Regions from separate parts of the Sus scrofa genome. Here region 2 is linked to region 1. The links are chromatin contacts, called in public HiChIP or PLAC-seq maps. All regions are on one chromosome and are shown on one strand. Each heading gives the region's core, a stretch centred on a gene start, on an enhancer-like site or on the middle of the called end of the contact. The rest is flanking DNA. Distances are from core to core; before and after follow the strand shown.

Evidence for each region. HiChIP or PLAC-seq counts read pairs in DNA pulled down with a chosen protein or histone mark.
Region 2: an H3K27ac HiChIP or PLAC-seq map of skeletal muscle shows a contact between it and region 1, with 11 times the contacts expected there. The contact joins the enhancer-like site here to the promoter of EFNB2 in region 1. A contact is called at or near these places in 1 of 5 promoter capture datasets (liver), 8 of 47 Hi-C or Micro-C datasets (embryonic fibroblasts, epiblast stem cells, fetal heart ventricle and 5 more) and 1 of 2 datasets of contacts at active chromatin or transcription factors (skeletal muscle).

What each region holds. Positions count from the first base shown.
Region 1 is chr11:74,231,236-74,234,974 of Sscrofa11.1, reverse strand. It overlaps EFNB2 (ephrin B2), which reads left to right and starts at 2,207. Exons shown (of 5, transcript NM_001114286.1): 1 at 2,207-2,328. The coding sequence starts at 2,207.
Region 2 is chr11:74,544,861-74,548,253 of Sscrofa11.1, reverse strand. No RefSeq gene overlaps it. Among named protein-coding and RNA genes, the nearest start is that of ARGLU1, 280 kb to the right of the region's middle. Within about 2 kb of position 1,858, at least 33 of the 83 cell types and tissues checked have an H3K27ac peak or open chromatin away from gene starts, as enhancers often do. A contact at or near this core is called in epiblast stem cells, omental adipose tissue, retroperitoneal adipose tissue and 2 more, where this site is marked.

The sequences.
Region 1 (3,739 bases), core at 958-3,457:
AAACTAGCAGTTTCAAAAAATAAAGTTTTCTGAAACCTTGGAATAACATGAATGTATTTCATAACTCGCGTGTGTTAGTGTTTTCGGTCTTACAAATTTCTTAACACTCCTGGTTTAAATACGTTTAATGTTTAGAAAATGAATGCTTAATGCACGATAAAAATCTTTCAAAAGTTATTACAACGAAAAGTTAAAAACAAATCGGTATCTAAACAGGATTCTCTTTACCACATATATTTTGTTATAAATTTAGTGGATAATTTGGCAAAAAAAAAAAAATGTAGGAATACTGTCCGCTTCCTTGCATTAAGACATTAAAGAAACCCTTTAACGAAGGCATATGTATGTACGACCCGGTCGCTTTGCTGCACAGCAGAAATTTATAGAACATTGTAAATCAACTATAATTTAAAAAAAATTTTTAAAGAAACCCTGGGTCAGGATTTTTTTTAAAGCGTGTTGGTATCCAAATGTAACAACTGTGAACTGTTACGTTTGTATTGTGCCTTATTTCTTCCGAGCTCTCCCTGCTGTTGTCATTTCAGCAGATCCTCCTTTGGACTTTCCGCGTGGTTGGGTCGCGGGTTCTGGTTCCGGGTGGCGAGACCGTGGTGCTCGCTCCCGCCGAGCGCGTCGGCCGCTAGTGGGCGCTGTGGGTCCGTGGAAGCGGCGGCGCGGAGGCGCCGGTCCCAGCCACTCTTTGGGCAAGCGCCTCGCCGACAATCCAACTGAAGAATTCCTGCCGCCTCTGTGTTTTGGCGCTATTTGTCACCGTCACCCCTAAATCCCCCGGTCACCTTGGGAGGCGTGAGTGTGTCGCAGAGGCTAATTAAGGAGAAGGTCCCGCGGCGGGCGCGGGTGTGCAGGCGACACTTGGGGGAAGGAGAGGTGCTCCCTTCGCGGGAAGCGAGGCGCGGAGGGCTCGGGGCCAGGACGTCCGCGCCCCGGGAGTCGTTTTGCTTCTCCCGGCGCCAGCTGACGTTTGGTACCGAAGTCAGGTGTGAAACGCATGACTGAGAGGCCTGGTGGGGGCCGCGAAGGGATGCGCGAACAGGACGTGAGCCAGTCCACGCAGAAGGCGCACATCATTTAAGGAGGAAGGCCCACGGGAAACCCACTGCCAACCACTCCGGAGGGAAAGTTTCGCCATCGACGTCGTCCCTCGGCTGAAGTTAGGACACTTCCCGGGCAATGAGAGCGCGTGCTGGGCGTGGGGACAGGTGGCCCGTGCTGTCCCTGTCCCCATTCGCCCGCCCCTGCCAGCGTCCCCATCCCGCAGCCCCGGGAGCGCCGGGTGCACGCGCAACCTCCTCTCCCTCGAGGGCTTCCCAGCGCTCAGCTCTTGCCGCCGCCCTGGCCGGGGGCGGGGCTCACCTGTCAGCTGGCGCCCCGCCTCGCGGCTCCCAATGTCGGGAGGGGGCGGCTGATGGACCGGCCAGCCGCCCAATCCGCTCGCGTCTGCGGAGCAACGGACCAATGGGCTGCGCGATGTGGGGCGGGGCCCGGCGTTTATAGTGCTCTGACAGCGCGCAGGCAGAGCTGACTCTCCTCGGCGGGGACGGCGGCGCCGGCCGGAGCGAGGAGCCGCGCGCGAAGCTGGTCCCGGCGCCCACCCCGCACACAAAGGCCCGCGCGCGTCTGGCGCCCGCGGCGAGGAACGAGCCCCTCCTGCCTGATCCGCGGGCTGGGAGCGGCGAGGACTTTGGAGGCTCCCGGGCGCCTGGAGGCGCCCTTCGCAGCTCGCGGTCCGCGCTCCGGGACATGGAACCGCGCCGAAGCGGCGCCCGCGCGCTCGGGCCACTGCCCGCCCCCCTGGATCTATAGTGCCAGGCGGCCCCGCTCAGGGCGCAGCGCCCGCCGCCCGCGCCGAGTCCGTCTCTCCGCCTTTGTGTCCCGGCCGCGCGCCCTCTCCGCCGCCCCGCGCCCGGCACCCTGGAGCCGCACGGGGTACGGCTGTCCGAGCTGCGTCCGGCGCGGCGCCCCGGAGCCCCGAGCCCGCCGCGCCGCCGCGCCCCGCGCGTGCGCTCCCGCCCCGCGTTCTGAGGGCCCCGAAGGGAACGTCCCTGGCCTCGGCAACCGCTGGAGCTGCTCGGCGCGCCCCGGAGCTGCCTGCGGTCCCTCCTTGTCTGCCCGGAAGATTGGGGCTTTCGGCCCGCACCCCGTTCCTCCGACGCCAGGAGTGCGCGGAGCTGGGAGCGGCTTCGCCATGGCCGCGAGGAGGGACTCCGTGTGGAAGTACTGCTGGGGAGTTTTGATGGTTTTATGCAGAACTGCGATTTCCAGATCGATAGTTTTAGAGCCCATCTATTGGAATTCCTCGAACTCTAAGTAAGTAGCGTCCGCAATCCCCCTCGATCGCCGCCCCGGGGTCCGCCGCGCCCCGTGCTGTCCTGGCGGGAGGAAGGGTCGGGCCGTGGAGCCTCGGAGCCTGTTTCTGGAACCTCGATTACTCGCGTCCGCTTGTCCCCCACCCCAGCACGTTTCACTTGATGGTGACTCCGCTCGGCCTTCCAGCCAGAGCGCCGGCCCTAAGGGGCGCCCTCCTAGTCACTCCTTCCCCCATCAGCTCCCTGGCGCTAAAAAAACCCTGATGGCTCGAGTGTCATGTCCGGGAAGGTGTCCGATGGCGATACCTGACCCTCGCTTCTTTTCGAGGCCGGGGAACAGGGCCACCAACCATGCTGGCCTGCGCGCGAGGGCTTGCAGGCTTCGGAGAGGCGGGGATGCTGTGCTCCCAAGGAGCAGCGGAGCGCGGTCCAGGCCCCGCGGGCGGGCGGGGTCGGCGGTGCTCGGGCGTGGAGAGCACTCGGGAGAAGGGAGCCTGGTGTCTCTGGGCCGCCCGGAGCTCGTGCGCCTCGGCGCCGCGCCGCCTGCCCGAGGGTGCGCAGGGAGCTCGCCTGCTTGGGAGAACTCGGGCGGCGAGCCCTTTTCCTCCCCGCCCTGGAGGCCGGCCTTAGAGTGCTCCCGGGGAACCCTCTGCACGTCGGCCTCTACCTTCTTTTCTAAACCAGCGGCCCCGAACTCTGTGCCGTCGCGATAGCTGACTTGATTTTGAGGACGTTTTCTGCAAAAGCCTAATTAAGGCCCGGCCCAGCCAACACAGCCCCTGAAGCCTTCGCACTCGAGGAGCCTGGGCGGGAATGGGGAATAGGATCCTTGAATTCGACTTGCTTTTATGAAACAGTGCAGCCGGGAGAAAGCCAGGCCTTGTGCAGATTAAGTTTCAGTACTAGCTACCAGCGTACATCTAGAATTTAGAAAAGGTGATCCCTCCCTAAATATATAATTAGTCGTCTGTGCATTCAGTATTGCGTATCATCTCATTCTCCAGACACATTTCGAATCATAACCAAAAACATTTTATAGAATCATGGAATTTTCACCTTGGGAAACTTGGGACACCAAGCATGAAGACATTGGCTGTTGGGGAGTAAGCATTTGAGATCAGAAGCAAAATCAGTGACCTAATTGAAGTTGAGCGAGTTCGTCATGGATTTAGGAATAAAAGGACGGGGATTTAGAGATCGCATCTTAATTAAAGAATTATATGCACTCTTTTAAAAGTGGTGCATTTCACATTCACCAACATGTTAGCCAAGAATTCCCTATCAGAGGGTGAAAAACGTCCCGGCTAAATCGGATTACAGAGAAATTCTTAAAAGATGCTGCATGGCACCATGAAGCAGATGCTTCCCAGCCCTGCTCCTTGTAAAAGTTACTTAAGGCGACCTCCTTCCCT
Region 2 (3,393 bases), core at 609-3,108, 310 kb before region 1:
GGAAATCAATGGCTGGAGTTCATGAGGCATTCATGAGATTGACAAGTGAATAAATTAAAACCCAAAGGTTAGGACACTGAAAGAGAAGTTAATTTTATGTCTGCCCCGGAGCTCCCCTTTTCAGACTCAAATTAAGACTGTGTATAATAAAATGAACATAAACTCTCAGATGTACCAAAAAAAAAAAAAAAAGGTTTTGTTCAGCCCTCCATCGTCAGGAAACCAGAGGCTCTTGGAGGAATATCCACAGCATGTAGGGCCCTTGCTCACGGGGCATTAACAGCCCCCGAGCCGGCGTGACCAAAGACTTATTGAAACGAGTTTCTTGCTTTAAATAAACCTGCTCTCGGCAGCCAACTGTTCATCCAGGAAGTGCCGTGAAGCCCTGGTACCCTGAAGAAGTTTACTCAACCAGAACGGAATGGAGCCGGGTGCAACTCTGCTATTTAATTTCGAGAACCCAGGAGAGCCACAGAGGACTCCTCCGACCCCCAAATAATTATAAACAACCACACGCAGCTAACTCTGAAACAGACTTCGACTCCATCAACAGTGATCAGTCCCATTTCCAAGCCACAGGGGCTTCTCTTCTTAAAGATGTTTTTAAAGTTTGTTTGACTTTCTTTTACTAATAAAATGACTTTAATTAGAATTCACCGCTGAACCTTAGTTTTGCGAGAAAGTGTCTGACACACCAAATTCTTTCTCCTAATTACTATGAAAGACAGAGCTTTGTTCAGGAGACAAAGCAACGGGCTGAGGATTTTGAGACAATTAATTCTAACCCAGGCTTTGCTACCAACTCTCACTCCATCTCAGTTCCTTTGACAATTAAGCATGAATCGACACCATGGTTTATGAACTTGTAAGTTACACAAAATGTGAAATGATCTGGTGACTGTTGCTAGTGAACAATTCCACATAACCTAATACTTAGGAGCCACAGCTCAGCTGTGTCTTACAAAATCTGGTTTGGGTTTCAAAGATATTTCTCTGCATTATTCGTCTTATTCTTTGGATTTTGTACCAAGATGGTTTCTTTACGTGCAGAGAGAGGATTGCTGACAGGCTCTAATGTTTTTGGAAAGTTTAGATGATTTAGCCCTTAATAAATAAAGATTAGCAAGAATTTATAATTTATAAGTCTCATAAGAATACTTTAAGGCACATTAAAGCAGAAAGATGATATGAGAGCCAAATTCTGCTTTCGCCTCAAAATTACCATTATGATTGTAGGAGGATGTGCAAAGATTAAGAAAGAACATCTTTCAACCTCTGTATTATTTTCAATGTAGCAACAACCTAGTATTTTGTTGTTGTTTTTGTCCAGAAGGAGTAGGAAAAAAAGTCAGTTTTATGTGTTTGAATTAATCCAACCTCATTATTCTTCAACATTGACTCGAGAGGCTGGTCACACGCCCTCGACGTGGCCAGCAGAGGGCAGTATATAACAGCAGAAACCGTGTGTTGAAAGGTAAATCCTCTTACTTCTACAGACCAAAAGAAATAACATACAAATACAGTTTCCATGAAGTGATTTCTAACCAAAGAAACAAACATTCTGGCATCAAAATAGATTTTAAAGTGCAGTCGGAAGTCGTGAAGGCTCCTGGAAAGACCCCTGTGTTTTCGCTGCGACCCCAGCAGCACACGGTCCTCGCTCCATTTTGTCTCCAAAGCCAAAAACCCTCACTTCTTTGTTTCAGCGTTTTGTTGAATTTAGAGTCGACCCCACTGCACAGGGAAAACGTCCAGGGCTGTGTTCGGAAGCGAACCCAGAGCGCCTTCAACGAGCCAGGGCGGAGCCTCCGGCAGCCTGGCAGCTCCGTCTGCGCGCGGAGCTGAGGTTGGGCCTCCACGTGGCCCCTGCAGGAGGGCACCCTCCTCTTCTCTCTCCACTTTCCTCCTCCTCCACGTCCTGGGTTCTCCCAGCTCCATCCCTGGACCCGGAACCGAGCCCCATCCGAGTGGCCGGGGAGGATTCCAAGGAAAGCCCCACCCCACCCAAAAAGGCGTCTCCAGTTTGGTGCTGTGAGTCTTCTCCGTCCTTTAATAGAGTGGTTGGAAGTAAAAATAGCACGCTTTCATTTCCATCGCAGGCGTTGGCCCTGCTGCCTCCTCCTTCCCTGGGGCCAAGGCCAGGTTCTCAGGGCTCCCCTCCTACACCCCGCGCCACCCTTCCTCTCACCTCTCCTCACCCCCACCGCCACCCCCGACTCCGTTCCCCCTCCCAGCCTTAGACCATGGCATTGAATTCCTAATGGCTGGAGCCTCCTGGGCACCAGTGTTTCCTCTGTTCTTCTGCGACCTACCCCAGCGACCCTCCCCAACCAGGCTGCCTACTCCCCTATTCATACGTCTGGCCTGGCTATTGCTCACTTTTTGTTTTTGCTTTTCCTTAGGAAAGTAAAAAGTACAGGACAAAGACAAAGGCTGGCTATTAAAATGATAACAATAAGAAAGATGAACACCGCGGGCGACTCTGAGCCGAAACCAAAGTCAGCATAGGGGTCACATGAGCCCCAGAATTCCAGTCAGCCAGCCTCACCAGCCTGAGTAAGACCTGGGTAATTTGAGGAATGAGTGGGCTCCCTTTTTAAAATTCATTGTCTTATAAAAAGGGGGGGAAAAAAACCTCTTAGTTCCTAAGCAGCTGCATCACTCGCCAAAACTGACATGAACTTAAGTGTTTAACACAAAGGTGTTTCCTTTCCTCTCAAGACAATTTATCACCTTTCGCTTCAAATATGGAACGTGAATTTGCTGGGCGGCATGAAATATGCCCCATACCTCCAAATATTTCAAATTAGAAAAGAAAAGAATAAATATGAGATTTCATAGTTTTCAAAGACATGATGTGTTGCCTTCCAGGTTATTCACATTTAATTTTATAGGAAAGGATATTTTTAAAAGCTCAGTAAGGGTTGTATGCTTTCCAAGGGGAACGTGCAATTTCTACATTTTCCTACATCCCGGGGTCCGCTGCACACCTTGGCTGAACCTGACTCCGTCTTAGCAGAAAGGCTGTCCTCTAGAAAGGGAGATCTCACAGCTGGCCCCAGGAACAAACCCAGCCTCTGAAAGAAACTCCTCTGTGGACGGCGGCATTTCTTCTCTCTTCTCCACAGTGAAGAGCCTTAAATCCACACTTCCCTGGAGTCCAAACCATATATATGATTTTGAAAATCAGTATGTAACTATCAACATTTTCTACTCTGGTCAAAATTCTGAGGGATGGTTAATTTTTTAAGAAACTTCGGCCCTCTGATTATTTGTATCCATCTCAGTGAAAACGTGGTGACTGTCAATGTTGAGTCTGAGATGTACGGGCAGGGCTGGCGAAAGGCGCCTGGCGCGCACTCAGAGAACTGACCCTAAGGCCAACCTCTGAGC